2 separate regions of the Mus musculus genome follow, and region 1 is linked to region 2. Evidence: chromatin contacts called from public Hi-C data. All regions are on one chromosome and are shown on one strand. The core of a region is the stretch at or near the end of the contact, and the rest is flanking DNA. Distances in the headings are between cores, read along the strand shown. Region 1 overlaps Clip2 (CAP-GLY domain containing linker protein 2). Region 2 overlaps Gtf2ird1 (general transcription factor II I repeat domain-containing 1).

What was found. A called contact is a pair of places that touch in the nucleus more often than the background predicts.
Region 1: a contact with region 2 is called in a Hi-C map of cerebral cortex, with 2.3 times the contacts expected there. The contact joins two enhancer-like sites. A contact is called at or near these places in 2 of 15 datasets of contacts at CTCF or cohesin (CD8 T cells and embryonic stem cells), 8 of 484 Hi-C or Micro-C datasets (the HL-1 cell line, bone marrow-derived macrophages, cerebellum and 5 more), 6 of 115 datasets of contacts at active chromatin or transcription factors (Th17 cells, embryonic stem cells and stem cell-derived neural progenitor cells) and 2 of 9 other capture datasets (adipose tissue and liver).

The regions. Positions count from the first base shown.
Region 1 is chr5:134,490,470-134,493,983 of GRCm38.p6, forward strand. Clip2 (CAP-GLY domain containing linker protein 2) reads right to left here. Exons shown (of 17, transcript NM_009990.3): 15 at 1,750-1,935; 16 at 1,424-1,486; 17 at 1-323. The coding sequence ends at 312. Among named protein-coding and RNA genes, the nearest start is that of Gtf2ird1, 36 kb to the left of the region's middle. Within about 2 kb of position 1,547, at least 169 of the 459 cell types and tissues checked have an H3K27ac peak or open chromatin away from gene starts, as enhancers often do. A contact at or near this core is called in cerebral cortex, where this site is marked.
Region 2 is chr5:134,422,556-134,426,267 of GRCm38.p6, forward strand. The region is part of intron 1 of Gtf2ird1 (general transcription factor II I repeat domain-containing 1); the gene reads right to left. Among named protein-coding and RNA genes, the nearest start is that of Gtf2ird1, 32 kb to the right of the region's middle. Within about 2 kb of position 1,581, at least 29 of the 459 cell types and tissues checked have an H3K27ac peak or open chromatin away from gene starts, as enhancers often do. A contact at or near this core is called in cerebral cortex, where this site is marked.

The DNA.
Region 1 (3,514 bases), core at 297-2,796, 68 kb after region 2:
GTCAAGAGAGGCCCAACTGGATCGCTTCAGCCTCTGCCAGTTCACGAAGCTCCTTGGGACAAGAGAGGTTCTCCAGGGCTGGGCCCAGCTGTACCGCGCTCTGTGGAAGGCCGTGTCTGTGGGAGCCTCCTGGTCCGGCAGGGGGTTCAGGTGGGACGTGTCCACGTGTCCACGGCAGTGAGGACAATATTGTTACAAACACAGTCACATCTCCAAGGGGACAGTTCTGACTCCTGCCTGAAGGTGGCGCTGCTGGGAAGCCTGGTAGGGCTTCTGGTGTGAGTAGGGTCGGTCCTTGGTGTCCCTTGCGGTCAGTGTTTGTCCTAGAGAGAACAAGGGCTTGGGCATCAAGGGTTAGGAAGAATGAATGGACAGATGAGGGAGGGACAAGGAGGAAGAGAGCTGGGTAGAGGGTACAGCATGCGTCAAGGCCCTGTGGCAGGAAAAGGAATTCTACAAGGAAATCCAAGTATCTCTGTAGAGGATGGCTTTGCATAAGTATGAACTTATACATAAGCCTTGATTGCACATCTGGTAGTAATGTTTCTTACAATGTTGCTGGGCAAACAAACCCTTATGTGGTCTGGACAGCAGTTCCCAGGGCAGTGGTTACTCTGCCATGCCAACCCTGCCCACATCAGCTCCGCCAGCTGCCTGGTCCTTGGCTACCTGGCTAGGAATGGCCTTCAAAGGCCCTTGTTCCCAAGCCTGGCCCTCGTTAAATGCAGAACAGCTGGAAAGCCAAGGGGCAAGCTGTGGTTTTCTTCACTTCAGCCTCTTCTGCCTGGGTCACACAGTTAGCTGGGGACATGGATGTTTCTAGACCAGGTGCTAAGTAAGTCACGGATGTGGACATGGGAGGATGCCGGGGGGGGGGGGGTTGGGGCAGGAGGGGAGAGTTGGGAAACTGGGACACTATGTCTCCCAAAAGCAAGGACTGTGGAAATAGATGGCTTGCCTAGAATCCCCCAGTGAGAGGCTGGGGGCATGGCTCAGTGGTAGAGCCCCTGCCTAAAATCTCCCAGGGAGGGGCTGGGGTGTAGTCAATGCTAAGGCCCTGGGTCCCATTCTCAGAACCACAGGAAAAAAACAAAACAACACTAACAACAAAAACACAGAGAGAGAGAGAGAGAGAGAGAGAGAGAGAGAGAGAGAGAAAGAAAAGAAAGAAAGAAAGAAAGAAAGAGAGAAAGAAAGAAAGAAAGAAAGAAAGAAAGAAAGAAAGAAAGAAAGAAAAGCAAGCAGGACTATTCCTGGATGGGATATACCAGTGCTAGAATCTTCCTAAGCAAACAAGCGAGCTGGGACAGGACAGACACACACAAAGCATTCTTGTTCCTTTGTATACTTAGTGACTTCCGGGGGATTTTTTTTTTTCAGAGGCTGCCGGCTTGGGTGACTTAGAGACTGCTGGCGCACTTACCTCCTGTTTGTGGGCCTTGTCTGGCTGGTGAATACCGTTGGCAGAACCGGAATTGCTGATGGTCTGTGAGGGGAGGAGAGTGGGGGAGCTACTGAGCAGGCGGCCAGGATGCAATTCCACACATAACCACAAGGGGGAGGGATCTTCCGGATGGGACCAGCAGACTTGAAACCAAAGTCCTTTAGACTGGGTCTCCCAGGGCAGCAATTCCTTTTCAGACTGGGGTTTCAAGGACGGGGACACCCTCCTTCAGACTGGGGTCCCCAGGATAGAGCCACCTCCCGTTTGGGTCTGGGGCTCCCGAGGCTACAGCCCCGTGTGCTCACCTGAGTCCTGTCTGAGCAGCCCCTCAGGGCCTCCACCAGCCTCTCCACCTGCTGGGCCTGGTTCAGCGCATCCCGCAGGGCGTCTTCCGTGCTCACCAACTGATGCTGCAGTTTCAGCAGCTCGGGTGGTGAAGCTGGGTCAATGAGGGAGTAGCGTCTCTGCTCTGATAGGGACTTCTCCTTGTCCTGGAAGGGTGGAGGTGTGGAAGTGTGACCTGCCCCTGTGGGTGCTAACGAAACGGATCAGGCCCCGCCTGCTTTCTAAGTGGAGCTTGTGCCTCACAAGGACCTCCCTCCCCCAGAGTTCACTTTCCAACTTCTTCAAGCCCTAGAACCTAAGACCCACCACTCCATCCTTACTGCAGCCCTTCTGTTCTAACCCAGAGTCAACTGGTACCCACTATTTTTCTCTTCCAAGTCCATGTGACACCCCCCTCCCCCAACTGAGCCTGGCTCCTTACAAGTGTCTCCTCTCTCCTCCACCACAATGGTTAGAGTCCACACACCCCACTCTGGTCTCCAACCAAAGCATTCCAAGACACTCGTGTCGGGCCCCGTCTCCTTAATGCTCAGCCCAGCCTGGGCCTTTAGGCCAAGCTCAGAGTTTCTGTGCAGATCTCCCTGATTCTCAGGGCCCCATACTCTTCACATATCTTTTGTTTTGTTTTGTTTTTTGAGACAGGTTTCTCTGTGTAGCCTTGGCTGTCCTAGAACTCACTCTGTAGACCAGGCTGTCCTCAAACTCAGAAATCCACCTGCCTCTGCCTCCCAAGTGCTGGGATTAAAGGCATGCGCCATCACGCCCAGCGCTTTTTCATGTATCTTCTAGCTTTCCACTATGCTTTTCCAAGTGCGGGGCTGGTCTACCAGCACAGAGCTCCAGGTAAAAATCTGAGCTTCCCTTTACCTGTGCCCAACACTTCTGGGAAATCTGCCTTGTCTTTGTCTCCTTCTGTGGCACAGAGTCATAGAGGCCACAAGTACCCTGTGGTGCACATGTGAGCTGGCATTTAACCAGCCAGACACAAAACACTGGCAGAGCAGCTAGGCCTGATAACCCCATACCTAGGAGCAGATATGAAACCAGATGGGTCCCATATGGCTTAAAAAGCTCTGTTTCAGATACAGAGTCTGATGTAGCCCAGGCTAGCATAGAACTTGCTATGTAGCTGAGGATAGCCTTGAACATCTGATCTTCCTACATCCACATCCCCGGTGCTGAGATTACAGGCACAGGACACTACATCTGATTTTACGTAGTGCTGGGGACAGAACCCAGGGCTCTACTCACACAGTCTATCAATTGAGTCACCTCCTCTCAGCTCTCTAAGCATCCTTTATTATTCCACCTTCGCCTAACCCATGGATCCCTCCAGGGCCAGAAACAACACATCTAACCCCCAAGCCCCAAAGTGTGGGGGTAAAAAGAGGCCCATTCTCTTTGATCCACCCAATCCATATGCCAGAGGTGGCCAGAGACGGCTGGAACATCGGGCTGTAAATGTGAAACAGAAAGGAAAGAGGTGGGACCAGCTCTGTCCTACGCTGCCAATAAGTCCATTCTCACTCACTCACTGCAACTCAGCTCAAAGTCCAGTAGTTTCCACCGGAGAAGGCGCTTCAGGGCCCTGAGTTGAACCTCTCGCCTCTCTACTGACAGAACCCCACACGCTACTTAACAAGGAGCCCAGACCCTGGTTTCTGGTTAGATAACTAACCTGGTTTCTGGTTAGATACTCCCTGCATGTATTTTTTAATCCTCTAT
Region 2 (3,712 bases), core at 331-2,830:
TTTTGCCAGACAGGGCTGTCCCGAAACTCACTCTATAGACCAGGCTGGCCTCTTACTCATAGAAACTTGCCTGCCTCTGCCTCCCGAGTGCGCCCAGCTACTATGGATTTTCCCTTTGTGACACAGTCAGCAAGCCCAGGTTGGCCTCTAAATCGAATGTAGCCCAGGATGACCTTGAACTCCTGATCTTCCGGCCTGCACCTCCCAGGTACTAAGCCCGGGCTCTCCTACGTTCTCTCCAGAACCAGCTGAGATCTGAAATGACCTGATTACACGCTTCCTGACAGATTTCTTGAACTCCTTGAGGCTAAGAGCTTAGCCACTGATGCTGACTGAATCCCCACAGCCCAGAATTCCTGCTTGACTTTTCCTGGGTATCTAACACTTAAGGAACTAGCAATGACAACTTGGACTGTGAGAGAGACGGTGCAGTGGTTACGGGGGCTTCCCGCTGTCACAGAAGACTCCCATATCCAGTTGCTTACGATTGCCTAGAACTTTAGCTCCAGGGCATCCAACACCTATGCGACACTGACATAGATACAGACATACACAGGAATTTGGAGACCATTACAGAAACCCACAACTGGTCAAAAATAACTGATCCTGGGGTGCTCAGCCCCAACAGATACAGCTCCCACACAACTCCTGCACCTGAGCCTCAGGAAACATGGCGGAAGAGGGGGCCCGAAAGGTTTTAAGAGCCAGGACCATAAAAAGAAGGGGCTGGAGAGATGGCTCAGCGGTTAAGAGCACTGACTGCTTTTCCAGAGGTCCTGAGTTCAAGTCCCAGCAACCACGGGGTGGCTCATGATCATCTGTAATGAGATCTGATGCTCTCTTCTGTTGTATCTGAAGAGAGTGACAGTGTGCTCATGTACATAAATAAATCTCTCTCTCTTTTTTTAAGGTTTAAAAACAAAAGACTTTGCACCTCGGACGTAGGTTGTTGTGGTAGTAAACCCGTAACAACAGCACTCTGAAGGCTGAGGGGGATTGCCAAGAGTTCAAGGTCATCCTTGAGTCAGAATTTAAAAAAGGAGATAGTGGCTCAGTTGGTAGAGCGCTTTTCCCACACCCATGAAGCTCTGGGTTCCAACCCAGGCCTACACACACTGGGCATGGGAGAGCACGGCTATAATCCCAGCACCTGAGAGGGAGTTAGTTCGTGGCTAACTCCTGCAGGGCTAGGGAGATGGCTCAGTGGGCAAAACAACCCAGTCTATAACATAACTAACATAACTGGGTCCAAAACAACCCAGTGCATGAAGAGCTGAGTTCAAATCCCTGGTGCCTACCTGAAAAGCTGAGTGTGACTGAGCGTGCCTGTGACGCCTGCCAGCATTAGGAGATTAAGACAGTTGGATCCAAGGCAAGCCTAGCCAAAATGAGCTATTTCTGCATGTGTATGTGTATGCCTGGGCAGGCCAACACACACACACCCCAAATAAATAAACACGGTACAATGAAAATACAAAGTACATCCCAACTGGAAAAGAACACGGCAGGCTGATGGGCTGCACAGAGATCAGGGCAGAGCCACAGAACTGAGGACACCCAAGGGGCCCAAAGCCAAGACAGTCAATGGCAAGGAAGTACAGCCTTGGCAGATGGCCCCATGGCTCACGCTGCTTGGTCTGCACTGGCCAACAGGAGGGAGGGAAGGGCAGACAATCTCAGAGTCCTCCGATCTTTCCCAAATTCTGGATCAACTAAGCACAAGCACACATCTCATGGACATTAGTACCGTTTGTAAGCCACACCCAGGAGGAAGAAGCAGACAAATCTCCGAGAGTTCGAGGTCAGCCTGGTCTACACAGCCAGTTCCAGGACAACCAGGGTTACACAGAGAGACTCTGTTTCAAAAACAAACAAACAAAACAAAGCAATTAAAAAAAAAACAAAAAAACCTCTTTTGTTTTTTTGAGACTGTTCCCCAGGTTGGCCTGTAACTCACTATGTAGCCAAGGGCTTACTATGCTGCTATAGCTTCCTCCTGTCAAGCCATGACCTTGGAGTCCTGATTCTCCTGCCTCCTCTTCCAGAGTGCTGGGATTATAGACCCCCACCTAGTTTTATGTGGTTCTGGGAATAGAATCCAAGGCTTCCTGAACATTCAACCAATTTAACTACAGCAATAGCCCATTTGTTTTTGTTTTGTTTTGTTTTGAGATAGGGCTTCCTGTGTAGCGCTGGCTGTCCTGGAACTCACTCTAGCATTAAAGGCATTTGACACTTTTTTTTTTGGTTTTTCAAGACAGGGTTTCTCTGTGTAGCCCTGGCTGTCCTGGAACTCACTTTGTAGACCAGGCTGTCCTGGAACTCAGAAATCTGCCTGCCTCTGCCTCCCAAGTGCTGGGATTAAAGGCGCCACTTTTTTTTTTTTGAAACAGAGTTTCTTTGTATAGCCCTGGCTGTCCAAAGAAACTCTATAGACCAGGCTACCCTCAATCTCACAGAGACCGGCCTGCTCCTGGGTGCCATATTCTTACAAGGAGACCTCACACAGAACAGGTAGCTTGAAGATGAAGCTTGGTCAAAGCCACATAACTCCTGCTTTTCATCATGGCACTGGGGGATGTGAGAGGGGTGGGGGGCACAGATCTGTGATCTTGAGGCCAGTGTGGTCTACACAGTGAGTTCCAGGCCATACAGGGCTACACAGTAAGACCCGTCTTCAGAGAAAAAAAAAGGGAGGGGTAGGGGTAGTTTGAAGAACCGGATGGTGCTGTGACTTATCAGTATTGTGTCTCCCCACAAGTTTTGTCTGTTGAAGTCTTCCTCGCTGATGATGCTACTGAAGAGTGGTGGGATGCTGAGGGTACAACATCGGTGACCCACTGAGTGGTCACAGCGGAAAGGGCTAGGAGGTGGGGCTTAGTTGGGGGAAGTGGGTCACTGGGGCCTGGACTTTGATGGACGTATCTCATTTCTTTCCTCTCCCCCGACTTTCCCCTCTCCCTCTCTCTTCTCTGCTTCCTGGATGCCATAAGGCCAGCAGCCTCCTCCTCCATCCCCACCATCCCCACACCTCCTGCTTCCAGGACCACAACGCTCCGCCTCACCTCAGATCCAAAAGAAAGGAGCCAGCAGACCGTGGAATGGGAGACCTTAGAAACTGTGGGTCCACAAATAAACCTTTCCTCCCCTTAAATAGTTTCTCTGGGTATTTTGTCACAGTATCGAACAACTGATTAACACACATGGCCCCGAGCCAAGGCATGCCAATACCACACAGAAGGTCAGAGACAAGGAGTGATTCTCCCTGACCCACCAGAGGGAGCTGGGCCCTGCCTGCAGGAAGGTGATAATACAGACTCTCTCGTCTTTGAGGCACCTTGCTTATAGGTTGAGCCTACCTAATCAGAAAATCCTGTATCAAAACGCTCTAGAATCTAAAACTCTGAGTGCTGGCTGACACACGATGCCACAGGAGGGAAATCAATGGTGACTTCTTGCAGCACTATGGAGGCACGGGTAAAGAGTCATTCAAAAATATCTCCAAGAAGGACACGATGGTGCGTGCCCGTAGTCTTAGCATTCAGAAAGGTAGACGCTTAAGGTTGAGCCTACGCTTGAAGCCAGCATGGGCTACAGAGGGAGTGTAGACCACCCATGGCTATATAATGAGACTCTGGCTCTGGCTCTAAATAAACAAGCATATATATATATATATATATATATATATATATATATATATATATATATAAAT